4 separate regions of the Mus musculus genome follow, and all the other regions are linked to region 4. Evidence: chromatin contacts called from public capture Hi-C and promoter capture Hi-C data. All regions are on one chromosome and are shown on one strand. Each heading gives the region's core, a stretch centred on a gene start, on an enhancer-like site or on the middle of the called end of the contact. The rest is flanking DNA. Distances are from core to core; before and after follow the strand shown. Region 1 holds the start of Cd22 (CD22 antigen). Region 2 holds the start of Clip3 (CAP-GLY domain containing linker protein 3). Region 3 holds the start of Cox7a1 (cytochrome c oxidase subunit 7A1). Region 4 holds the start of Upk1a (uroplakin 1A).

Region 1 (6,407 bases), core at 1,627-4,126, 270 kb before region 4:
TTACACAGAAAGTTCCAGGCCAGCCGGGGCTACATAGTAAGGACCATTTCAAAAAATGTAATTAGAATCTAACATAGATGGAGAGGGACATAATGAGGCTTCACCCCTCCTGAAGAGTTCCTGGTTGTTAATTAAAGTTCCTGGTTGGGTATGGTGCACCACCTTACCCAGATAGCTTCTCCTTTTCAATCCTAGTTCTGGTCAGAGACCAAATCTAGCTCTCTGCTGTTGATTTGTGGAGTTTCTCCACCTTGGTTGTGCCCTCCTCCATTGCCACTTTTGGGTGAGGCAGTCTGGGGGTTAAAAGTAGGTCCTTGCACATGTTAGACAAATTCTCTACCACTGAGCCACACCCCCAGGCCCTCACTGGGGGATTCTAGGCAGGGGCTCTACCACTGGGCCACGCCCCCAGCCCCTCACTGGAGGATTCTAGGCAGGGGCTCTACCACTGAACCACGCCCCCAGGCCCTCACTGGGGGATTCTAGGCAGGGGCTCTACCACTGGGCCACGCCCCCAGGCCCTCACTGGAGGATTCTAGGCAGGGGCTCTACCACTGGGCCACACCCCCAACCCCTCACTGGGGGATTCTAGGCAGGGGCTCTACCACTGGGCCACGCCCCCAGGCCGTCACTGGGAGATTCTAGGCAGGGGCTCTACCACTGAGCCATGTCCCCAGCCCCTCACTGGGGGATTCTAGGCAGGGGCTCTACCACTGCGCCACACTCCCAGCCCCTCACTGGGGGATTCTAGGCAGGGAAAAGATTCTACTCTTCTATCATACTCCCAGGTCCCATTTTTCATTTCAAGACAGGGTCTCATTAACTTGCTGAAGCTTGTCTTGAAATTACTCTGTAATCTAGGCTGATCTTGTACTTTTGATCTTCCTGTTTCAATTTCTTGAGTGGTTGGGAAGCAGTCCTTCTACATCCCGCTCCCCCCTCCCCCATCACTATCTTCTGTAGTTCTTCTTAACTCTTTCTGATGCTGTGTGTTTCTAGCTACCCTCAGGCTACTCCCATGTCTAGTAACATAGAGCTCTTTAGCCAGCTTCAGAAGGACTACAGTAAAGCCTACTTACTATTGTGTAGAGGGGACACGCCATTCCGTCTTCACAGATAACACTGGAGAAAACAGGAATGTTGTAAATACAGGGGTGTCTCCTCTGTTTTCTACCCAGAAAGTTAGGAGTAGATATTATTAATAAGCCGGTGACCTTTGCTATCTGTAGAGCCAGACTTCATCCAAATCCCCCGGAATGTTTATCCCAGACTTTCCCCTCCCTAAACCATTATCCTTAGCTCTCAGTTAATAGAGAACCAGGTGGGATGTCATGTGTCCCCTATACATTTTGGAGCTCACTGACCTCTACCTATCTCAGTGGGAGACCCCACCAGATCCTAGGCTCTTAAGCTACAGAATCCATCTTCACGGTCACATATACTTTGCAAAGGAGTTTCCTGCCTCTTGGCGGTTCAGTTTTCCTCCCAGCCATGAGTGGCCCCTGCACGTCTGCACTCAGTTTTTCCTGACCAGCCATGACCTTGAAGACATTTTTGTGCAGCACATTCCCTGGGCCTGTAGAGCTGAGGTCAGCTCTGCCCTCATGTTCCCTGCCATCTGTAGAATTTGCATCTCTCTGCTGGCTGCTGCCTAGCAAGTGACTCAGTTTCAATCTCAAGACTTTCCCATTTGCAGGGCTGCCAGATGGTTCAGTGGGTAAAAGTGGTTGTGGGCAAGCTTGACAACCTAAGTTTGACCCCTGGAACCCACATAAATGTGGAAGGAGAGCGTTCCACAGGTTGTCCTCTGATCTCTACACACACACACACACACACACACACTACACATATATACACACACCACATACATATACATGTACACAACACACACACTCACACACAATACAACACAAACACACACAACTCATACACAAATACAGACACCATACACAAAAACATACAACACAAACATATACAACACTCAAATACACATAATATACAAACACATACTCTCACATGCCACACACATACCATATACATATACACTCACAAATACACACCACAGACACCACAGGCATACTACACACACCACACACATACACATGTACACACACACCACATATGCATAACACACACAAACACACACAACACTCAAAAACATACAACACAAACACACAAACATGCACAACACTCAAATATACAAACACACACACAACACACACATATACACAAACATAACACTCACCTGACACACAAACACACACATACAAATATACACTTGAACACACACAATGCTCAAACACACAACACACACACATACACACACACACTCATGCGTCTTGACACGATCACATATAAATAAAAAGGGAGTAAAGAGTTCCCATTCAGCAAATCTTTCTTCCCCAGAGCTCTGGTCCTCCCCTCGCCCGTGGAGCTGCTAAGGTATTCATGTCAGTGCTAGATCACTCTGCTCCTGCCTTCGGTGTGATTGCTAGCAATAAGATGTATCAGCAAGCGAAAGCCACCTTCAAGAAGACCTGTTCCTTCCCCAGCCAGCTGGGAGCTCTAGCTCTGGGAAGAAGGGTTCCTGAATGGGAAGTCTTTTACTTCATTATTACTTATTTGTGATGGCGCCCAGGTGCATGAGTATATATGTGTGTGTGTGTGTGTGTGTGTGTGTGTGTTTGATTATTGTGTGTTCAGGTATGTATTTGTGTGTTGTCTGGCTCTAGGGAGCCTGGACAAAGCAGCATGGAAATTCATCAGACATGGAAGACACCCAAGCCAACACGTGACTGCAGAGAATCAATCTGACCCCAAACTTGTGTTCTCCACCACGGCCTCTCATCCACACCATATCTGCTGGTCTCTCGCAGAGGCCCAGAGAGGAAGGGGGCGTGGCCAAGCGTGTGAGACTTTTCTTAGTTTTCTTACTCTCAGATCCTGCTAGGGATCCTGAAGATCGAACACAGGAGGAAACAGGTAAAACCATTTCAATCTTTTCTCTTGTTCTCGACAAGTAAATATGGAGTGGATATGGAGTGGCCTCTGTGTGCTGGCCTCGAGGGCCTGCTGTGTTTTTTCATCTACTTTACAATAGGCACAGACAAACCTCACCCTCCAACGCCTAAACCCCCAACCCCAACCCCTCATCCCTACCCTGTTCTCCCCATCCCTGTCGTTCAGTGTCCCCTTTCCAGGCTTTCTGGGTCTTCTGAGGTAGAAGAAGCTTTTGAGTGCCAGGGAGGAAATGATGGGACCAGGAAGCTAACCTTGAGGCTCTCAGAAGGTGAGCAGATCACAGTTCTTGGCCCTGTTCTAAGCTTCTGGACTTAGTAACTGTTGCTGCTGCACCCTGCTCTACCTCTTCACCCGTCCGGGCCCCAGGCTCAGGTCCCTGCTTCTCATGCTGTAAATTCCTGGGGTTCAGAGCTTCACTCTGGAACTGCCTGCTTCCTGCTCAAGCTTGAGTTCTCCAGCCAGGCTCTGCTAAGGATGTGGCTGGAGGGGCTGCCGGACAAACAGGGTGGTCCAGCACCCAGAGGCTGATTGTCACCACAGCCCTTGTTATAGCAACCCCACCGGTGTGTTAAAGTGTGTCCTCCAGAACAGAGCTTGCAACCCTGCAACGCTTTCATTGGAAAAGATTAAAATAGAGCTCGTGGCCAAAGAAGCATGGCCACTGCCTGTCTAAGCTCTTTAGACAACTTAAGAAGTCCTGCAGTGAAGCCTCCTGTTGAGCTCTGCTTTTCCCAAGTGGCTGTGACTTTGAAGACATCTCTATGTGGTGCATTCCCTGTACCTGGGAAACTAAGATAAGCTCTTCCTCAGATGATCTGCTCCAGCCTCAGCCCACAAACCTCTTATATACACCCAGGCCACACCACCCCCAACCGTGGAGGCAGAACCCAGCCCACGCTCAGCAACTGAACTGGCTTTCCCTACACCTGTTCCTGGTCACCCAGAAGTCCTTACTACCTGTGCCCTGCGGCCTGGGAGAGAAATAGCAGGAGAGAGAGGGAGGTGAGGATGCTGTGCAAGGTATGGGAAACCTTGGGTGGGTGGAAGGGAAGGGAAGCGAAGGGACACAGCTCTGCTCTCGGACACCGGAGACACACTCTGTTGGCACATCCTGCAAGATCCCTGGGGACTCACACAGAGATCACAGCCACATGAATAGAGTTAAATTGTTAAATTTAACTCTACATAAAGTGTAGGATGGTGGAGGCCAAGCTTGTTGGAGAGAGAGAGAGAGAGAGAGAGAGAGAGACAGAGAGAGAGAGAGAGAGAGAGAGAGAGAGAGAGAGAGAGAGAGAGATAAGAGTTGTAAATTAGTTGCCCTTAAATTGATCCGTCAGGCTAGAGCTGTATGCTACTACTTATTTAATACTACTCATAATGACTTGGTAAGCCAGACTAGCTTCAAGCTTGTATTCATAGATCCAGGCTCCAAAATTCTGGGATTTTTAGGTATATACCACTATGGCTGGTCCTATGTATTGCTTCTAAAGCAAGACATTTCTCATGACAATCTGGCTTCTTCCTTATGGTCAGACAGTGGGTGATCGGACAACATGAGGTCCCCATTCCCACCTGCTAACGACTGGCTGTTGTTAGAAAAGGGATGCCTGCCCCTTGCTCCCTATCAGCACCCAGGGCTCAGGAGGCAATCGCTCAGATTTCTCGCTGCTCTAAGGCTTTCCAACTTCCTCCAAATATACTGCACTATGAGTTTAGTTTTACTTTTTGGGCTAGTACTAGTACAATTGAATCTAGATCCTGTGCTTGTTAGGCAGGGGCTCTACCCACATCTCTATCACTATAACTAGACACACCACACACACACACACACACACACACACACACACACACACACACACAAAATCAGGAAGAAAGGGGCCAGAACTCAGGGGACAACAAACAAGATAAGGGAGCAACAAGATGGCTCAAAGGCAAATTCCTTTTGTTGTTCTTGTTGAGACCGGGTCTCAGAATGTAGCCCACGCTGGCCTCAGACTCATAGCAATTCTCCTTACTCAACTTCCTGAATGCTGAGATTACAGTCACATGCTAACACATCCAGTTTACAGACTAATTCTTCCTTCTTTAGGTCCCACCCAGACGAGACACCATGCGCGTCCATTACCTGTGGCTCCTCTTGATCCTAGGTAAGTGCTGAGGCCCAGGCTGGTAGCTGGGTCTGGAGATATCAGTGGATAATGCAGAGAGGGGATGGACCTGGGGCATTGGAGGGGAACCGCAGAGATTCTGTGCTCCTGCTCCACCGTGTGTCTCCCCAGTGTCTCCCTCTCCTACTTCCAGTGGAAGTTCTCACCCCTCAGTAACAACTTCTGACCAGAGTTGTGGCCTTTAGGACACGTGGCTTCGGCTCGGTACAGCTCAGCAAATGATTGGACCGTTGACCATCCCCAAACCCTCTTTGCCTGGGAGGGAGCCTGCATCAGGATTCCTTGCAAGTACAAAACTCCACTACCCAAGGCACGTCTGGACAACATCCTCCTTTTTCAGAACTATGAGTTTGACAAGGCCACCAAGAAATTCACAGGAACTGTCCTGTACAACGCCACAAAGACTGAGAAGGACCCAGAGTCTGAGCTGTACCTTTCTAAGCAAGGGAGAGTAACATTTCTGGGGAACAGAATAGACAATTGTACCCTGAAAATCCACCCGATACGTGCCAATGACAGTGGGAATCTGGGGTTGAGGATGACCGCAGGGACTGAACGATGGATGGAGCCCATTCACCTCAATGTCTCGGGTAAGGCATGGGGAGACAGCCAACTGTTCTAGCGGCAGCAAAGAGGGACCTGCTCAAACCCTGGAGCAAACAGCCAAGGTGCCTATTTAACATATTAAAGAGGGCCTGGCACCAGATTCTCCCAGCATCCCTCAGTCCCTACCTATTACAAAGAATGGCTGGCTCCTGGCCCCCACTCTCTAGCCCATCTCCCCAGCCCAAGAGCCGGGCTGCCCCTCCCCCAGGCTCTTCCCTATATAATCCAGCCATCTGGGTAGCCCACCCTCTTTTACCTCTAGCCCATTTCCTTGGCTGCTGTACCTGGTTCCCCTCTCCCACCCTTCCTCACCTGGCTCGGGGTCATATCCACTCTGGACTCTCCCAGATGTGCCTGCCTCTGGCTATGTTCTCCCTTTTATCTACAATATAATTTCTCTTCCACCACACCTAGGAGCAATCATGTTCTTTCCTTTTTATTTCTCCTTTTCATTTGCTCACCAAATAGGAAGCTTTGATGCACACACACACACACACACTCACTCACTCACATAACTCTCTCACACACACACAGCCAACTGCAGCATGAGCAATTGTCCTACCTCAGGCTTTCTCTCCTCAGCTTGTGTCTGTTCTGGAATCCGTTGTCGAG
Region 2 (6,033 bases), core at 413-2,912, 320 kb after region 4:
GGCCTTTGCACACACTCTTCTGCATTCCTGCCCCCGGGCCTTTGCACACACTCTTCTGCATTTCTGCCCCAGCCTTTGCACACACTCTTCTGCATTCCTGCCCCAGGCCTTTGCACACACTCTTCTGCATTCCTGCCCCCGGGCCTTTGCACACACTCTTCTCCAACTGGAGCTATTGGTCCAAGCTGCTTACAGCTGCTTCCTCCTGGTGCTTCTGGCCTCAGTCTGCAATGCACCTAATCAGAAAGAGCCAGCAACTACCCGCGTCTTCTGCTGGATGTCTCGCCTTTTGATACTTTGACAGCACACACTCCACTGTGCACAGTGAAGGTAGTATGTCCCTTCACTTGTTGGGTCTCTCTGAGAGCAAGGCTGATGCCTGAATCCTCCGTCCTCCACGAATGAAGACACTTCGTTTCCCCAGTTCCTCTCAGCTCCTCCCTCACACCCCTCCACCCCAGACCCTTGACTCCTGTGTTTAATTCTCCTGCAGCCTCCTCCTCCCTGCTCCGACCTGGGTTTTCCCCACATGCTACCTCTTAAGGGGAACCCTGTCTTTAAAAGCTCTTGCAGCATTCTGTGCTTGATAAAATCAATCTCATTGTCTCCTGTAATCTCATATTTAGCCTCATTTGTGGGACTGCGATTGGGGAGTTCTCTTGGCAAAGTCTTAGGAAAATCTTGCTCTGTGCTGTAGCTCCAGTTCCTAGCATAAAGTTAGGCTCGCAGTAGCTTCCAGACAGTGTTTGTTGAATGACTAAACGACTGAATTGATATGTCATGAATGGAGGACTAGAATTTTTCCAACCCCCATTCTCTAACAGATGATAGTGTAATTAACGAAGGAGAGCAGTCTAAAGGGCTCATCAACTAAGACTCCAGTGGACCACCTTCAGCATGCCCCCATCATCACCATCAACACAGCTCAGCCAAGCCACCCACCATCACCTAAAGCTCCAGACTAGATTCTAGGGTGGGGACAGTGGTTACCGTAGTCTTTGGGGAGCGGAGCAGGTGCTGAGGGGTGCACAACTGGCTTCTGCCGGCGCTCCTGGGTGGGGCTGGGGGCTTCTGGAACTGGTTCGTCTTCTTCCTCCTCCTCTTCCTCCTCCCCTCGGGGCGGAGGGGCCATTGGGGCAGGATCCGTCTTAGTCATGGTCCTCTGTAGCCCTTGGGGGCCTGTGCAAAGTTGGGGGGGTGGCCTGGAGGCAAACCCTTAAGATATAGGTCAGCATGAGAGGGCTCCCCACAGCGCGGGGGTCCAAGCCCCTTCAAGAGCCACGGGCGGCCCCCTAGTCCCCAGCTCTGGATTTGGGCAACCAAAGGGATCCCCGTTACTCGTTAGAAGGCCCAGGGATATGGGCCCCAATGCCTGCCACTTCTCTCAGGCCCAGCCTCCCATTCTTCTCTTCGGGTGCCAGGCCCCTGGGTCTCGGCCGCCCCCTCCCGGGGTTTGTTTATCTAGGGATGCAGGATGCTTCGCCCCTCCCCTTCTCCCCAGCCTCCCATCTTACCTCAGATGGCGCCGATTGGAGAGCAAGGCTGGGACTGAAGAGAGTTCAGGAGTATCGGGGTGTCAGTGTCGGGGGACGAGATGGGGGACGAGAGGGAGACAGAGAGAAGGGGACGAGGCCCAGACGCTGGCGGGGGATGGGGATGGAGAAGGAGGGGCGCTGGCGGAGCATGCGCAGTGACAAGACGCGGGGGAGGAGAAGCTGGGAGACAGAGCGCTGAGGCAGACGCTGGAGGCCACGGGAAGGGGCTAGACACTCGGGATCTCCAGAGGAATGGGAGATAGTCCCCTGGAAGGATGTGACAAACATAGAGTTGGAACAGGATGAGGTAGACAGAAGGACTAAAAAGACATGGGTGGGAACGGGTGTTTTCCTCCACTTAGCAAACCAGGTCGTGTTTAGCAGTGGTGAGTCTGGTACTGTGTCAGCCCTTTGTAAACTTCAGTCCTACTCCTTCTATGCTCATCCCACGTCCCACGTAAAGGGAGGGCCACATTTTTCTCTTCACTCTTACCCTCATCACCCAGGACAGAAAGGTTAGCCACCTGCTCAAGGATGGTGGTACTTGAACCAAGCTTTGTGGTTGCGGTAGTGTAGAGAGGTGACCAACGGTCTCTGGGTGCCATCTCTAAAAATATGTATCACTTCTAGCTCAGGGCCACCTCAGCCTCACACCTGCCTGGCCTTATCTATTACACCACAAATCACCGTGGCTTCGGCCTTCCACCTCTTCCTTCTAATGGGCAGACTGGGAATTTCCTCTTCGAGATAGTTCCAGAATTTTATCCTGCCTCTCCCTGCCTGGACCAGCCTCAGCCTCCTCTATTCTCTCTGTCCTCAGCCTGGCTGAACTGGTGCCGTAATAACAAGCTCTGCCTCTGGACCTTGCTGGACTCAGACACATTTGCTTGCCTGACACCAACCCCAGCAATAGCCAGTGTTAGTAGGTATGGTACAGGCCTACAACCCTGGCACTTAGGAGGCTGAAGACGGAGGCCTTGGATCCAGAGCCAACCTGGGCAACATAGCAAGAACCAATTACAATCGCTTCCTCCTCCACCTCCTCTTCCTCTTCTTTCTCTTCCTCTTCCTCCTCTTCCTCCTCACACACACACTCTCCAGTGTGGTCCACCATAGCCCACCATGTCCCTACATGACCTTGCCTGTCACCTCTCCATCTTCACCTTCCCTTAGGATCCACTTAGTTCACTTCACTACATCTGTACCACATCCTCACAGTCTCTTCTGCCTAGGAACTCTTCCCACAGACACCTGGATGGTTCCCTCCCTTCCCTCTTAGTATTTTACCCATAAGTACCTTTTCAGTGACATCTTTGCTCTTTATAAAAATTGTACCCACCCCCTTAGGTGTTCTCTAGGGCAATCCAGCCGTCCTCACTGTGATGGCCCAGATGGTAGGGGCTCTGCAGAGTTGCTCTTACCCTGGCCCAAGTGCCCTCCAGACAGGCTCCCTCTCCACCCACGTGTCACAGACACACTGCTGTCAGCCCCTCTCCTTCAGTCTTGATTGGCTCGGAGTGATTTGGTTTATTAGTTAACTAGTTCACCTTCTTCTCAAGCAGACATGAACTCAAAGGCAGGCATGGTTTGAGGCTGTGTCACCCCACAACAGGTGTTAGCAGGCCTGCTCATTTGTGACACGGTTGCAAATGGCCTAAGCTAGCCTTGAACTTGCTGTCATTCTCCTGCCCCTGCCTTCCTCTTGGTAGGATTACAGGATTACAGGCCTATTTTGGTTGGCGGGTGCTGGATGGAACTCGGGGTGGGGTGGGGGGTGGCTCTTATAGGCAAGCCCTCTACTGCAAGGCCACTCCTACACCCCCACAGATACAGAAGGCTCTTTAACACTGGACCCTGGTTTAAAGCAGAGACCCTGCAGGTGGAGCCAGTGTCCTGGTTGCCAGTCCCAGAGGCTCTCAGACAGTACAATGGACGCTTGTGTGCGCAGGCCAGCAGGCTCTCCCAGTACAGCTGCCACACCAGCTGTTCCAAAGCTCACAGCTGTGCCCGGTGCTGCTCTTGGTGTCTCTGAACCTGTGAACTCGTTGTTTCGGCACCCCATGAGTAGCCTGGTGTTGGTCAGGGGCTCCAAGCCCTGGCACTGTGGAAGCAAGTAGGAAGGACAATAGCGGCTGCTGCCTCAGGGTCTCCCCAGAGATGGAGGTCCCAGCACCATGAAATATACTGAGCCAGAGGCTGTGTGGCTGGGCTCCAGGGGCGCAGGGGAAACTTCCTGTCCAGGAGGAAAGGGTAGTGCCTCAGGCTTCTTGGTGTTCCTGGTTCTTGGTTCTGGAAGACAGGATGGAAGGGAGGGGTTAGAACATCAGAGCAGTCAGTGCTCCCAGGGGCATTCCTCTGGGTGTTAAGGGCTGGGGTCAGCTTCTACAGGGACCTCCCTTAGAGGGGAAGACTGAGGGGCAGAATCGAAGAGGGGCTTGCCTTGGTGGGTGGGGGCTGGAGCCCAGATTCTATGGTTATTCCCTAGTGGAGAAGGCTGGGATCAGTCTCTGCAGGGACCTCCTTACCTTGTCAGTTGATGCCCTGGAGACGGTGGAGGATACCGCATCAGGCTGCAGGGAGTGAACTCCCCATCGCCATTGGAAGCAGGAGGGTGTGGAATGCTCACTTGCTCAAGTACTAGGGGCAGCTGGACACCCAGTGCTCACTGCCCATGTGCTGCAGACAGGCCTACAGCCTGGACCATCCTTCAGGGGAACTTGCAACATGGTGGATGCGTGCTACAGTTTCCCATATCCCCTGACCTGAGGATATTCATACCCAAGGGCCCTGAGCATGGCTCCAGGTTCATGCCTCCCACCCAGGCTGGCTCTCCAATGTGCACATCCTATTTTGGGGGCTCCATTATCAATCATCTCCCCTGCTCCTCTCATCCCAACTTGATTCCTCCTTCTTCCAGCTGGGTTCTATCGTGGCTGTCCACTGCCAGCCTCCAATTCTGTTCCTGTGCATGACTTTGAGAGAGAAGTTTATAAAATTTGATATATAGGATATGAGAGTCTGAAGCCAAGGGAAAACACTTCCTTCTTATCTATACAACAGGGATTCTTCCGCAATATAATCTGTGTGTATATGTGCATGCACACTCACACACACATCCAAGAAACATCCACCTACAGCTGGACATGGCGGAACACATAAGCCCAGCATTAAGGAAACTGGGTGTCTTAGTTAGGATTTTACTGCTGTACAGAGACACCATGACCAAGGCAACTCATAAACAGCATCTAATTGAGGCTGGCATACAGAGTCAGAGGTTCAGTCCATTATCATCAACACGGGAGCATGGCAGCATCCAGGCAGGCATGGTGCAGGAGGAGCTGAGAGTTCTACACCTTCATCTGCAGGGCTTTATTGGAAGCTTCCAGGCAGCTAGGGTGGGGGTCTTAAGCCCACGCCCACAGCAACACACACACACACACATTGAGAGAAAGGGAGACCAATATTTCTAAGAATGGCTACTGTATTGGTTTCTGTAGTGTTAGCGTGGATTTGGTGGCGCTCCTGTGATCCCAGCATGTAGGAGGCTGAGGCAAGAGGATTGTGCGCTCAGCCTCCTGCTTTCCACACGACTGAGTCCTGGCAGGTTCATCCTGCAGCAGCTGCTACAACCTCTGAGGCAGTAAATGTTTATCAGTAGAAATGGAGGTAGTTTGCTACCCAGCACAAGATCATTTACACAAGCACTCATCTACAAAGATCTTCACAAGGCTTTCCACACACGTTTCTTTAATGTTTTTCTTCAAATGGATCAACTTTAAGTATTAAATAATGGCAGATAGAAGAGAAATGACACCAGAAACGGAAAACTAGTAGGTGGTAGTGGTGCACACCTTTAACCTCAGCAGGCGGGAAGCAGATTTGTGAGTTGGAGGTCAGCTTGTTTCATATAACAAGTTTCAGATCAGACAGGGTTACATAATGAGATCCTGTCTTTATGCAAGAAACAACAATCAGAACTCTGCCTGGTGTGTGTGTGTGTGTGTGTGTGTGTGTGTGTGTAGGGATGGTTGGAGCATTTGCTGCTCTTGCGGAGGACTGGAGTTCAGTTCCCAGCACCCACATCAGGTGGCTCACACCTGCCTATAACTCTGGTTCCAGGGGATTCTATGTTCTCTTTTGCCCTCTGTGGGCACATGCACACACGGGACATACATACATTTTTAAAAGTAATACTAAAATATCAAAGGGAAATAAGGATGTGCATTCCAGTTTGCTTATATTTACACAAAGAAACCATAGGAGGTGGGGTGTGGTGACATACGGCTGTAATTCCAGAATGCGGAAGGCAAAAGCAGGAGAATTGCAGGCTTGAGGCTAACCTGGGCTACACAGCAAGTTACAGGCCAGTATGGGTTATAGAGAGTTCCTGTCTGAAAAAACTACATCAACCAACCAGAAGAACTATGGGAGGGAAATGTGAAAACCTAAAAAGACTAAAAGTGAGGAAGTCAGTGGGACGGAGAGATGACGGGACAAG
Region 3 (6,944 bases), core at 1,953-4,452, 430 kb after region 4:
TCCCAATCAGCAGCCAGAGCTCAACATGCCACACCTTGCTGCACCCTGAGTTACCCCTGGCTCTGAGACAAGCTAGCTTGTTCTACTGAAGGGTCACCCCACCCTAGCACACCCAATCCACGCCATCTGTTACCTTCATCCTGTCTGTGTGCCAAGCCTAGCACTCCTGCTGCTTCCATGTCCCAAGGGCCCTGTCTTAGTTCTGGGAGGATCACACCTGTCCCTACACACCCTGTTACACACTCACACAGTTACCTCCCAGGCAGCCAGATGAACTCCAGGCCATGGCAGGTCCACACACCCTAGTGCCTACGCCTGCTCTGTGCTCCCCCTGCACAGCGGTCGGGCCCAGGAGAAAATAAACTCTCTCTACTTGCTGCTTCCTTCGGACTCTGAGTGCTGAGTCCAGGCAGGAGGGAACATGAGCTCTATAGAGTAACTTGGTTATTTTTTTAATGTGTATGTGTAGAATGTGTGTGTATATACATGTACTATGTGTGTGCCACCCTCTGGGACTGGAGGTATGAGGGATCATGAGTCACCACTGGGGTGCTGGGAACTGAACCCCAATCCTCTGCAATAGCAGCAAAGTACACACACACACATACACTACACTTTCTCACACACACACACACACACACTCAAACACCATATACTCCCCCCACACTTACATCACACACACATACCGACACACTCTCATATACACCCTCAACACTACACACTCACACATACATACTCTCACCTACAAACACATCACACACACATTCTCTTTCTCACATTCAGTCTCACCATATACACACACACCATAGACCCTCACAGATATACACCCCCCACATACACACACTCATACACCACATTCACACGTGCTCACACACCAACTCACTCTCTCTTTCACACACACACAAACACTTCCATTCGCTGCTGGGTTCTGTGCTCTTCCACTCAGCTCTATCACCAGCCAGCTTCAATCTTGGCACCAACCTTTGTTCTCCTTCGGTTCATAGGTCACTGTCAACATCCCTCCTTTTTGCCACAGGGTATGTCTGAAATATAGCCCTGGCTGCCCTGGAACTAGCTCCCCTCCCCCCCCCCCCCCACTCCTTTGGACCTCTGCAATGGGCGGGGATTCCATTCCAGGTTATAATTCCCCTGCTCCCCATTCCCATCACCACTTGAGGTCCTCCACCCCGCCCCCATCAGGCATCCATAAAGCAGGTTGTCCTAGGCACAGCGCTGGTCCAGCATCAGGGACCAAGATCTTTGGTAACTTGCTTTCCACTGCGTAGACACCCCAGATTGTGGGAAGGTGGATTAGAACAGAGACACACAGGCTGGAGCCGGGTTGGGTTCTCAAGAGATTAGCATATTTATTGATGTTTGTCCAAGTCCTCCAAGCTTCTTGGTGTCACTTCTTGTGGGGGAAGGAGGCCCAGCCCAAGCAGTATAAGCAGTAGGCAGTGCCTAGGAAGGAGGAGTTGGATATCAAATAAGACCCTAATTCCCTCTTGACCTCTTGAAAGGCTTCTAAAGGCCCCTCCTTAGGTTCCCCCAGCTCCTAAAGGATCACAGCTCTTATTTGGCTGTTATCTTCCTCCCAAACCAGATTCCTCATGGGAAATCCCCACCTCCACCCGTTTGGGTTTGGACTAGGCCAGGAGCTTGTTCTGGACTGGTGTGGGCATTACCAATTGCTACCCCCACTTCCTCAGGGCTGTAGGTAACCCATCGCTCCCTTCCTGAGCACTAGTGGATCCTCAGACCTTCTGAAGCACCAACCGACCCAGACCCTGGCTATTATTATTATTATTTGTTTGTTTTGTTTTGTTTTCGAGAAAGGGTTTCTCTATGTAGCCCTGGCTATCTTGGAACTCACTCTGCAGACCAGGCTAGCCTCAGACTCAGAAATCCGCCTGCCTCTGCCTCCCAAGTGCTGGGATTAAAGGCATGCGCCACCACTGCCCGAGGACCCTGGCTATTCTTATGACCAGAGCAAGCCAGTGGTCCTGCACTTACCCCCCAGAGTCAGCGTCATGGTCAGTCTGTACAGGACGTTGTCCATTCCCCCGCCTTTCAAGTGTACTGGGAGGTCATTGTCGGCCTGAGTTGGAGGGGTGAGAACAGGGTTGCTGGCTCCTGCACAGACCTCCACCTGCCCAGCGACCCCCACCCCTCATTAGGTCCAGAGACTCTGTCCCGCCTACCTGGAAGAGCTTCTGCTTCTCTGCCACACGGTTTTCTAAGTGGCTTCTGGTAGATGAGCTAAAAGACCGGACCAGAGCCTGGGAGACCTGGAGGGATAGGAGATGGGTCTGTAGGGAGCACCTGGAGATCTGCCCTCATGTGGATCCCGCAGGAAGGGAGCGCTTTGCGATGTGGGGACTACATTTCTGATGAAGAACTAGGTAAGATATCTTAAGGCAAGATAGTTACTAGTGAGAGCGGGGGTGGGGTGGGGGTTGGGGGTGGGGACATCTGTCAAGACATTGGTGGAAGCCTATTATCCCAGCATTCAAGAGGAAAGCAGGAGTTGGGGCCAGCCTGGGCTACTTAGTAAGCATTTAGAAAATGAGAGGAGGTGTCACATAAGTTGTTACAATTGGGAGGTGGAGGTCGGAGGTCAAGGACATTCAGCTGCATAGCAAGTTAGAGACCAGCCTGGGCTATGGGAGACCCTGTGTCAAAACAAACATACAAACAAACAAACAAACAAACAAAGGAGTGGGGATGGGGAATCGGTGTCTAGAAGCTACAGCTTGGAACTCTCTGCAGGCTGTGAGAGACTCCAGTGCTGAGAATGTGAAATGGGCGCTATGGGGTTTGAAGGAGAGGGCTAGATTAATACCAGAAAATCAGGTTCCAGGGATGGCAAGACTGGCTTGGAAGTTCCATGAGAGTTGGTTTTAGGGCCCCCTGGGATGTTAAGGGGGACTCGGGTAAACGGAGGCTTAAACCCAGGGTTCTGGACCATGTTAAGGATAGTGCTGTCTGGAAGCTCAGGCTGCCAGGGAGGAAGTCCCAGTCTGAAGGGTGCACCTGTTCTAAGACTCCGGATCCTGGCATGTTTAGGTTAGGCATCTGGGTTGTGGGGTTCCCCTCCACCCCGACACAGCCCGTGCTGGGGCCTCACCCGTAGGGCCCTCATTTTGCGTCCTCAGCAGCTCCGAGTCACCTCCCCTCTTCGCCCAAGGACGTGCAGCACTTTACCCTAAGGGAATCCCAAGCCACGCCCACTGACTCCCAGACTGGTGGGGCGTGACCAAATTAGATTTGTCCAATAGGGTCAGAGAGAAAGTGTTCCAACTTGTCAGTCATCGTTTCCGCATTTGGGTTGACCCCAATGACAGTGGCTCAGGGACTTGCCACTCCCTGGCTGTTATCTAGGGTTACCCTGCTGATAATCTGGGAGCCAGTGAGGGCAGAGATAAATGTCTGTCTTCTGAATGAGTGATCACTGCACCTTGGAGCCTTAGTTTCCATATTTGTTTCCTCAGGGCCAAGTCAGGATCTTCCCCAGTGTTCTTGAGGAAACAAGGAGTCACCCCGATACAGATAAAGATATTTACCAGGCCAGAACTGATTTAAGAAATTAAAGAGATAGAGAGAGAGAGAGGGAGGGGGGGAGGGAGGGAGAGAGAGAGAGAGACAGAGAGAGAGACAGAGAGAGAGAGAGAGAGAGAGAGAAAAAGAGAGAGAGAAGGAGGGGGGAGGGGCGGGGGGGGGCTGTGCGGGCGTGATGGCACACGCCTTTAATCCCAGCACTCGGGAGGCAGAGGCAGAGACAGGTGGATTTCTGAGTTCGAGGCCAGCCTGGTCTACAGAGTGAGTTCCAGGACAGCCAGAGCTACACAGAGAAAGAAACCCTGTCTCGAAAAACTAAAAAAAAAAAAAAAAAAAAAAAGAAAAGAAAAAAGAAAAAGAAAAAAGAAAAGCGGGCCGTGGTGACCCAGACCTTTAATTCCTGCACTTCTGAGGCTCACTGTTCTACAATGGTCTACACGGTGAGTTCCAGCCTTGCTACAGGCACTACGTAAAGAGACCCTGTCTCAAAAAAAAAAAAAAAAAAAAAAAAAAAAACAGTTTAAGGACTGACAATGGAGGGCAGGAGAGGTGGCTTGCCGATTAAGAGCACTGACTGCTAGTCCAGAGTACCCTGGTTCAGTTCCTAGCACCTACATGGCTGTTTACCTATGTCTGTAACTGCAGGTCCAGGGGATCCAACATCCTCACAGACACATACATTCGGGCAAAACACCAATGCACATAACAAAATAAAAAAGAATAGACAGTGAACAGATGGAGGAGAGGAGGGTAGGGAGGTAGGGGTCGTGAAGGGGATGGGAGAGATGGAAAGAGCAGAGGGAGAAAGAGTTGTTCCCTTAGAGAAAAATATGGGGCATTTGTATTGTTTTTTTAGCTGAAATTAAGCTTCCTAGATCTTTTCTTTTTTTTTTTTTTTTTTTGGTTTGGTTTAGGTTTTGAGACAGGGTTTCTCTGTATAGCCCTGGCTGTCCTGGAACTCACTCCGTAGACCAAGATGGCCTTGAACTCAGAAATCTGCCTGCCTGTCTCTGCCTCCCAAGTGCTGGGATTAAAGGCGTGCACTGCCACTGCCCAGCCCTAGATCTTTTCTTTGGGATCCAACCTAAACAGAGGTGACATGGCAGCCCATTCTCTCTCTCTCTCTCTCTCTCTCTCTCTCTCTGAGACTGGCCATCTGGGTGGGACTTAGGAGTTAGGCTTAATTGTAGATGGACCCTGATAAATCACCAGGTCTGACTGCTAGTGAGTGGGTCATTTTGCTTTTAATTTCTAGCCTTTATGTCTGTATAATTAGAGGTTTACTGAGGCAATAAAGTGAGCTTACTGCAGAATTCAGTTAGCATAGTTAAGAAAAAGACAGGCTAGAGTTCAAGGCCAGCCTGGTCTTCAGAGTGAGTTCCAGGACAGCCAGGGCTACACAGAGAAACCCTGTCTTGAAAACACCAAAGAAAGAAAGTCTCACACGCGCTATTGTCTCACCAGCAAGAACACACGCGTGAGAAACCGGATCCTTCTGCAGCAACTTTATTACACCAGTTTCAACATGAAGAGGAAGACCCCAAGCACCAAAAAGGCGCTGCTTATATACACCTTAGTGTGGCGTGTCCACACCTGATTGGCTGCTCTCCCAGAGCCTCATCATCATGCCCCGGGATGGGCCAAGACTTGGCACGAAAACATTCTCGCACATGCGCACATTGCTTGTTTACCAATTAAGCCACACAGGCACAGCGAAACCGCTTCCCACAAGAAAGAAAAAAACAAAAAAGGCTAGCAAATCAGCTCTATGGTTCAGCATGCTTGCTGTTTGATCCTATAAGGTTGTCCTGGGTCTAGAGACCCTCACTCAATAAATAGGAACCAAGAAAGACCCTGTCGTCAGCTTTTGGCCTACAGTACATGGAGCCCTGTGCATGTTTACATGTAAGCCCCCGCCCCAAGCCAGGCATAGCAGCCCATACCCCAGGGTTTAGGAGGTAGAGACAAGAAGAATTAGGAGGACAAGGCTAACCTTGGTTACCTGTGGAGTTCAAGGCCATTATGTGAATCCCTTCATTTAAAAACAAGCAAGCCTCTGGCATGGTGGTGTGTGTCCCTGATCCCAGGACTCAGGAGGCAGACAGATCTCTGTGAGTCTAAGAAGTCTACCTAGTCTATAGAGTAAGATCCAGGACAGCCAGGGCTACATATTGATGCCCTGTCTCAAGCAAAACAAAACAGCAAGCAAGCAAAGGAACAGAAAATTGCTTGTGGTGGAAGGCAGGTATCAGAACTGGCTGCATGCAGTGGCCTAGATTGCAAAACCTGTTTGGTAGCATTGTGCTGCCATCTTGTGGCAAAAACACTCAACTGCTCCTCCAACCTGACTCCTTCCACGAATCTGATAATTCTGGATTTACATTTTCAACCCTACTCTGCGATGCCCCCTCCCACTTTGTCCCCCAGACAGGGTCTTGCCACATAATTCAGGCCTGCCTGGAACTCGGGATTCTCACGTCTCACCCTGCTGACTATTGTAGTCTCAACCAAGTATCACAAACCAGGCTTACAATTGTCATTTTAAAATGTTTCCAATGTAGGAAAGCAGATGCCCCCAAAGTGCTTTAAGGTATGCCATAAGTTCACACCTATAAACCTTGTGGGAGGCTTAGGCAGGGTGGTTTTGAGTTCCAGGATAGCCAAGGCTGTATAGAGGGACTCTGCCACAAAACGAAACCCACTAGTACTTCTGTTTGAATGAAGGTAGCCGCTGTGTAACAGAAAATACATCTTTGTCTTTGCCTCCAGCTCCTAGTACCCAGCTCCTGAGATTCTTTGAACCATTAGAAGGATTGACGATGTTACTTATGCATTGATATCTGGTGGCCCGCAAATAGGTTGAGTATGAGCCTGGGCACCAGAAAGACCAAGGCACAGAGAAAGGGCATCCAGCTCTCAGTATCCTGGGCTTCTAGGGAGGGGGTGTTTGGGAGATGTTGGAATCACTTATTGTCCATAATTAAATACCTTAATATGTAATTAAATAGCCCTTTGGCAGGCTCCAGGACTGTGACTGTATTAAAGGATTAGGTAGATGGCTAGTGCCTGGGCATTGGTGGTACACTTCAATCCCAGCACTCAGGAGGCAGAGGCAGGCAGATCTCTGAGTTGAAGGCTAGCCCAGTCTACAGAACAAGTGGTAGACAGCCAGGGGTACACAGAAAGACCCTGTCTTGAAAAAACAAAAAGGAAACTGGCTGGCGCTGAGAGGAAAGCGGTTCCAGTCTGTGTACCCCGCCCCTCCTATGCATCTCCTCTCTCTGAGTCCCTGAGTTTTAGGTTTTATAAATAAATATTTAAAACTGTGGCAAATATCTGTGATCTCAACACTTGGGAGGTAGAGTCAGGAGGACTAGTTCTACTTT
Region 4 (5,973 bases), core at 2,345-4,844:
AGTACTGGGACTTGAACCCAGAGCTTCATGTGTGCCAGGCCAGCACTCTGTTGCTGAGCGCAGCTTCAGCTGTACTGAGCAATTCCAGACAAATGTCCCATCCACTTCCTCCTCCCCTTCCCCCTTTGTGTTTTTTCTTTTTTCCTCAACAGGGTCTCATGTAGCCCAGGATTGCCCTGAGAGCCACATGTTGGAATCACAGGCTGCTGAAGATGACTTTATTTCTATTTATGTGTATGTATGTGGCAGGGAGCTCTGTGCACATGAGTGTGGTACTCTCAGGGGCCAGAAGGACCTGGATCCTTTGGAACTGGAGTTAGAGGATAGGAGGCTGTGAGCTGTCCAGTGTGGCTCGGGTCCTCTGCAAGGGCAGCAAGCATTCTTAACCACGGAGCCATCTCTCCAGCCCTTCTTAACTTTTAAGTAAATCCTGGAAATGCTATTTTACCCCTATGTAGATTTTTCTCTTTCCCTCCCCTCCCCTCCCCTCTCCTTTTCTTCATTGTAGCTTCAGTGTTTCATAAAGGTTTCATTGTATCTCAGGCTGGCTTAAAACTTACAACCCTTTCTCAGCTCCATTATGGAACTGGAGGATGGTTTACAAACACACCAGCAACCAGCTGGACTTCTAACATTGTAGAACGGCAGGGAATTCTTGGTGCCTAACAGCAAGTCTCTGTTCAAGGTTCCCTCCCCTTTATCACCATAATGGTTGAAAGTCATGACTGAGACAAGGCCAGAATGGCAAACCATCCCCCAAAGGAATTGCCACACACCAGTGTGTCCGGGAGTCAGCCTGACCAGCTGGAAAATGTGCAAGGGACTGTAGCCACACCTTCCTGGCCAATGATGAGAATTCAGACGTCCTGAGGAATAATGGCCCTTGGATGGGATCTCTTAGATCCCTGCCTAGGGGCGGATCATTAACTACTGCTCAAAGCCTCCTGTGTTTGTAACAAGATTAGACAATGAGAACTGCCTTCTTGGTCCTGGGATTGAACTCAGAGCCACCCACAGGTTAGCAACAGCCCCACCTTCAGCCTCTCACTGATAGTTACTAGGCAGTGGCTCTCCCACTGAGCCACACCCCTAGCCCCTCCCCTAGCCCCTCACTGGGGGATTCTAGACAGGGGCTCTCCCACTGAGCCACGCCCCCAGTCCCTCATTGGGGGATTCCAGGCAGGGGCTCTACCACTGAGCCATGCATTCAGCCCCTTACTGGGGGATTCTAGGCAAGTACTGAGCTACATCACAAGCTCTTTTTTTAAATTTATATGTGTATTTGTGCACACATGCAAATGTCCTGTAAAGCCAGAAGAGGGCCTTGGATCTGAAACTAGAGTTACATGTATGTGACTGTGAGCTGCCTGGTACCATGCTGGGACCGAATTCCCATCTCCAAGGACAGCATCTCCAGTTCTTTTCATATTGCCTTTTGAGATAGAATCTTGTTGTTGCCCAGGCTGACCTTGGATTCACTGTGTGGTCCAGGCATTCCTTGAAAGTGGAGTCCTCCTGTCTCAGCCTTCTGTGTGCTGGACTACATGTTTCGTAGCACCAGCCCTGGATGTTTTCTTTCATTTTTCAAGAGATTTTATTTTACTTTTAATTGTATGTGTGAGGGATTGTATGTCCCTGAGGTGGCCAGAAGAGGGTGGTAGATTCTCTGAAGCTGGAGTAACTTGCAGTTGTGAGTTGCCCAATATGGGTGGGAACTAAACTCAGGTCTCTTCAAGAGCAGTATATACACGTAACTGCTGAGCCTTCTTCTCCAGCCCCAGCTCTCTAGTATTTTTTTATTACATTTATTTAGTGTTCATATTTGTGAGTACATGCATGCAATAAGGGTGCATGTGCCATAGCCTGAGGGTAGAGTTCAAAGGACAATTTGCAGGATTCAGTTCTCCCCCATCATGTGAGTTCTAGGCCAGCTTGGTCTGCAGAGTGAATTTTAGGACAGCCTGGGCTGTGTAGAGAGACTGTTGCAAAAATAAAATAAATTTATACGCGCGCGCGCGCGCGCGCACACACACACACACACATAAACATAAGGCCCAATTATTTAGCAAATTATTTTAACTAAAATTCATTTCTGTCCATGAACTTTTGTTTAGATTTTCTTGGAAGCCCTTAGATAGATGTAAATGGGAAGAGAACAGGTATTTTAAATCTAAAGGAAGCTGATAATTTCCAATTACATTGGAAAACACCTCATGTGCTTTCTTACCAAGAATGCCTGGTGTTTTGTTTTAAGGGCTGGGTCTCATTGGGTAGCTATGACTGACTTGGAATTCCCCATGAATGCCAGGATGGCTTCGAACTCTCTCTGCCGGGATTAATGGCATACACCAAGGCAGGGAAACTGAACATGACCCTGAGGTCAAGATGCTCCTGTCCTAATCTCACGCGCTCAGCTAACCCATTGTCTTGGCAGGGGAATTTTAAGTGCCTTTTTTTTTTTTTGCCGCCTTCTGCAATAGATAGGAAAGCCACCACTGGGAAAGAGAATTTAACAAAACCCCTGGAGAATTTCTGGGGCCGGGCTCTTGCTTTAAGCGACCACCAGAGGGCGCTGTCCGAGAGACCTCGGGCTCTACCCATTCACCACACCTCTGAAGCTTTTCCTGACCTGGACGGTGCAGATGTGCGCTTAGTTACGCTGCTAGAGGAGACAGCAGGAATTAAGCCTAGATATGCTTGCTTTTGTTGTTGTTGTTGTTGTTGTTGTTGTTGTTGTTTCTCCTTCCCACTACCTCACCCCACCTCTCTGCCTATATAGCTCAGGATGGTCTCGAACCCATAATCCTCCTTGCCTACGCCTCCCCACTACCGGGATTACAATTACAGGCGTGCACTTCTGTATCTGACTTGAATTTAGATCCCTTCTATTCTTCAGCCTGAAGAGTGTGTGTGTGTGTGTGTATGTCCACGCGGCCGTCCCGGGTGGGAGGAGGAGTTCCTCTCCCACCACATCCATACCACATGTCCCCTTCCTTTTCTAGCATACTCCTTCCTCCTTTTTCATATATACATACCTATCTCAAACCCCTCACCATTCTCTTCTGCCACTGTAGCCATAACCAAGCACCTCTGAGCGTGCCTTGCACCTTGCCCTCAATTCCCTCCCACAGCCCTGCCTTGAGCCCACCCCATTATCCTCTGCTGTGTGGGTGTGGGTGTGTGGGTGGGGTCTCTCTCTGGTCCTCCCTCTGCCTCCAAAGCTACAGAAGGCAGTTTTCTAATGTGGGATTCCCACGAGGATCTGTCATGGATCTGACCCCTGCTCTCGGGAAAGCCTACCGTGCACCTAAGGAAAGGACAGATCAAGTGGCTAACTTTTCCCATCCCCACCCCCACCCCTCTGGCATGGCTGCAGCCTGGGAATTAGAGCCTCTGGGTACATAGATCACCTTGCCCCAGTGGCCAGTCAGGAGCACAATCCTGAATTTCAGGTCTGTAAATCACTTGAGTGTCAAGGAGCTCATAAAAATCTATCATGGTCAGTCTGCTGAACTCCTGCCCCCTCCTCCTCTGAGACTGGCTCAAGGAGGGGTTTGGGCATATATAGGGAGCTGCTGTAGCTGGGGCTGACCAGAGAGGCTTCTGTAGAGAAGGTGAGGAGGTGTTCTGGGGGTTGACAGGGCAAGGGGCTGGGGAGGGCAACAGCTGCCCTGCAGTTAGAGGCTGCTCGGCTTTTCTTCTTCTGTAGAAGGCTCACTGCTAAGCTGTTGGACTCTGGGCATATGGACACCAGCCTGGGCTCTGCAGCTCATGAGCATCTCCTGGTAGATGGGGTCTGAAGTAGACCCTGCCTCCTGCCCTCCTAACTTCTGCCCTGCTTCTGTGTCCCCAGCAGGAAGATGGCTTCTGCAGCGACAGAGGGAGAGAAGGGGTCTCCTGTGGTGGTGGGGCTGCTGGTCGTGGGCAACATCATTATTTTGGTGAGACGCGGAATAATGGGAGCGGGAAAGTGTGGTGGGGAGGTGGCAGCTGAGATCCCAGGTCTATGAGCTGCAGGCTCTAGTCCCAGATCCTAAAGGGGATCCCAGCTACCTGTTCTTACAGAGGGAGCAACCTGTTCTCTGGGAATCCTTCTTGTGGATCATGTAGATTCATCCACAACTCAGGGGAAACGCTTGAGAGACAAGAGTGGTAAACACACACACACACACACACACACACACACACAGCCGTAATCGCAGCTTTTGGAAGGCTGAGGCCAGAGAATAATGGCTGTGAGTCTGAAGCCAATCTAAACTATAGTGTGTGAAGTTCTGTTTAGAGAGAGGAAGGGGGAGGGGGAGGGGGAGGGGGAGGGGGAGGAGAGGAGAGGAGAGGAGAGGAGAGGAGAGGAGAGGAGAGGAGAGGAGAGGAGAGAAGAGAAGAGAAGAGAAGAGAAGAGAAGAGAAGAGAAGAGAAGAGAAGAGAAGAGAAGAGAAGAGAAGAGAAGGGAAAAGAGAAGAGAAAGTTGAGAATTAGTGTCAAGAGAATCTGTCAAGTATCAAGTACTGGAACTCACTCTGTAGACCAGGTTGGCCTCGAACTCAGAGATCCTCCTGCCTCTGCCTCTGCCCGCTGGGTTCTAGGATTAAAGGTGTGCGCCCCCACTGTCCAGCTGATGTTGTGATGTTGGTTTTTAAAAGAGGAAAACTATGTGATGCTTGGGTGTTGCCCTGAGCCAGGCAGGCTTGGGTTCATATCCCAGCTCTGCTAGTTATGGGACTGGAGGCCATCAGTATCACCTCTGTGATCCCTGGCTTTCTCATCAGCAAGACAGACAGACAGACAGAGAGAGAGAGAGAGAGAGAGAGAGAGAGAGAGAGAAGAGAGGAACAGGGATGCTTTGCACACACCTGTGGCACTGAGGAGGTGAGGCAGGAGGACTGCCACACCACAAGTTTGAAATCACCTTGGACCACACAGTAAGTCCAGGCCAACTTAGGTTATATCATGAGACCTTGTGTCAAAAACCCAAGACAACAACCAAAGCTTGTCCACAGAGAAATTTTCCTTTTCTCCTTCTTTCCTCATCTCTGATTTTTTTTTTAAGATTTATTTATCTTATGTATGTGAGTACACTGTTGCTCTCTTCAGACACAGCAGAAGAGGGCATAGGACCCCATTACAGATGGTTGTGAGCCACCATGTGGTTGCTGGGAATTGAACACAGGATCTCTGGAAGAGCAGCCAGTGCTCCAGCCCCTCATCTCTGATTTTCAGGACAGATCCACCACCTCTGCTCTGCCTGCCAGGGGCTAGGATTAAAGGTGTGTACCATCAAGCCTGGCATTACAGAGGACAGTTTGTAATTCCTTTGTCCCCATGACAACCTGGTTTTTTTTTTTGTTTTGGTTTTGTTTTGTTTTGTTTTTCAAGTCAGGGTTTCTCTGTGTAGCCCTGGCTGTCCTGGAACTCACTCTATAGACCAGACTGGCATCAAACTCAGAAATCCACCTGCCTCTGCCTCCCAAGTGCTGGGATTAAAGGCATGCGACACCACTGTCCAGCTGTTTGTTTGTTTTTCGAGACAGGGTTTCTCAGTGTAACTGTCCCTGGCTGTCCTGGACTTGCTTTGTAGAACAGGCTCTCACAGAGACCATCTGCCTCTGCCTCTGGAATGCTGGAACTAAAGGTGTGCCCCACCCTACCTGGCTTGTTTTTGTTATTTTTGAGAGAAGGTCTCTCATGTAGTCTAATCTAACCTCCAACTCCCTATATTGTTAAGAATATCCTTGAATTTTAGATCCTCCTGCCTCTACGTCCCAAGTGCTGGGCTCACAGGTGTGCACCAGCTGGCCCAGTTCATACAAGACTGGGAATTGAGCATGGGGCTTTCTGCATGCTAGAGAAGCAGTCTGTACCAACTGCGAGACATCCCTCAGTCTTCCTGATAGTTCTTTAAGCAAACACAATTGAATAGGAAGAGATAAGCCCATTTTCTTGTTCCCGTGTAGCTCACCCTGCTGTATGCCC

What was found. Promoter capture Hi-C pulls out the DNA fragments that hold promoters and counts their contacts. Capture Hi-C pulls out chosen DNA fragments and counts their contacts.
Region 1: a contact with region 4 is called in a capture Hi-C map of macrophages, with 2.7 times the contacts expected there. The contact joins the promoter of Cd22 here to the promoter of Upk1a in region 4. A contact is called at or near these places in 15 of 39 promoter capture datasets (the 3T3-L1 cell line, 3T3-L1-derived adipocytes, the C10 cell line and 10 more), 5 of 484 Hi-C or Micro-C datasets (bone marrow-derived macrophages, brown adipocytes, cortical neurons and 2 more), 10 of 115 datasets of contacts at active chromatin or transcription factors (bone marrow-derived macrophages, craniofacial prominence, embryonic basal ganglia and 6 more) and 4 of 9 other capture datasets (adipose tissue, liver, macrophages and 1 more).
Region 2: a promoter capture Hi-C map of embryonic stem cells shows a contact between it and region 4, with 6 read pairs. The contact joins the promoter of Clip3 here to the promoter of Upk1a in region 4. A contact is called at or near these places in 14 of 39 promoter capture datasets (the C10 cell line, the HPC-7 cell line, cranial neural crest and 9 more), 1 of 15 datasets of contacts at CTCF or cohesin (large pre-B cells), 1 of 484 Hi-C or Micro-C datasets (B cells), 5 of 115 datasets of contacts at active chromatin or transcription factors (bone marrow-derived macrophages, embryonic stem cells, large pre-B cells and 1 more) and 5 of 9 other capture datasets (adipose tissue, embryonic stem cells, liver and 2 more).
Region 3: a contact with region 4 is called in a promoter capture Hi-C map of second pharyngeal arch cranial neural crest. The contact joins the promoter of Cox7a1 here to the promoter of Upk1a in region 4. A contact is called at or near these places in 5 of 39 promoter capture datasets (cranial neural crest, embryonic stem cells, hippocampal neurons and 2 more), 2 of 484 Hi-C or Micro-C datasets (B cells and embryonic stem cells) and 3 of 115 datasets of contacts at active chromatin or transcription factors (bone marrow-derived macrophages, embryonic stem cells and pancreatic cancer cells).

The regions. Positions count from the first base shown.
Region 1 is chr7:30,876,811-30,883,217 of GRCm38.p6, reverse strand. Cd22 (CD22 antigen) reads left to right here and starts at 2,876. Exons shown (of 16, transcript NM_001043317.2): 1 at 2,876-2,982; 2 at 3,201-3,289; 3 at 3,878-4,023; 4 at 5,111-5,168; 5 at 5,375-5,779. The coding sequence starts at 5,132. It overlaps D7Ertd128e (a long non-coding RNA gene), which reads right to left and starts at 1,265. Exons shown (of 3, transcript XR_881941.3): 1 at 1,080-1,265.
Region 2 is chr7:30,287,324-30,293,356 of GRCm38.p6, reverse strand. Clip3 (CAP-GLY domain containing linker protein 3) reads right to left here and starts at 1,662. Exons shown (of 14, transcript NM_001360763.1): 1 at 1,515-1,662; 2 at 991-1,202. The coding sequence starts at 1,156. It overlaps Thap8 (THAP domain containing 8), which reads right to left. Exons shown (of 3, transcript NR_144498.1): 3 at 3,120-3,824. It also overlaps the pseudogene Gm50588.
Region 3 is chr7:30,180,429-30,187,372 of GRCm38.p6, reverse strand. Cox7a1 (cytochrome c oxidase subunit 7A1) reads right to left here and starts at 3,202. Exons shown (of 4, transcript NM_009944.3): 1 at 3,128-3,202; 2 at 2,202-2,288; 3 at 2,014-2,098; 4 at 1,343-1,461. The coding sequence starts at 3,142. The coding sequence ends at 1,406. It overlaps Capns1 (calpain, small subunit 1), which reads left to right. Exons shown (of 11, transcript NM_009795.4): 11 at 1-439. Gm5113 (predicted gene 5113) reads right to left here. Exons shown (of 3, transcript NR_157376.1): 3 at 5,049-6,944.
Region 4 is chr7:30,610,355-30,616,327 of GRCm38.p6, reverse strand. Upk1a (uroplakin 1A) reads left to right here and starts at 3,594. Exons shown (of 8, transcript NM_026815.2): 1 at 3,594-3,614; 2 at 3,854-3,941. The coding sequence starts at 3,861.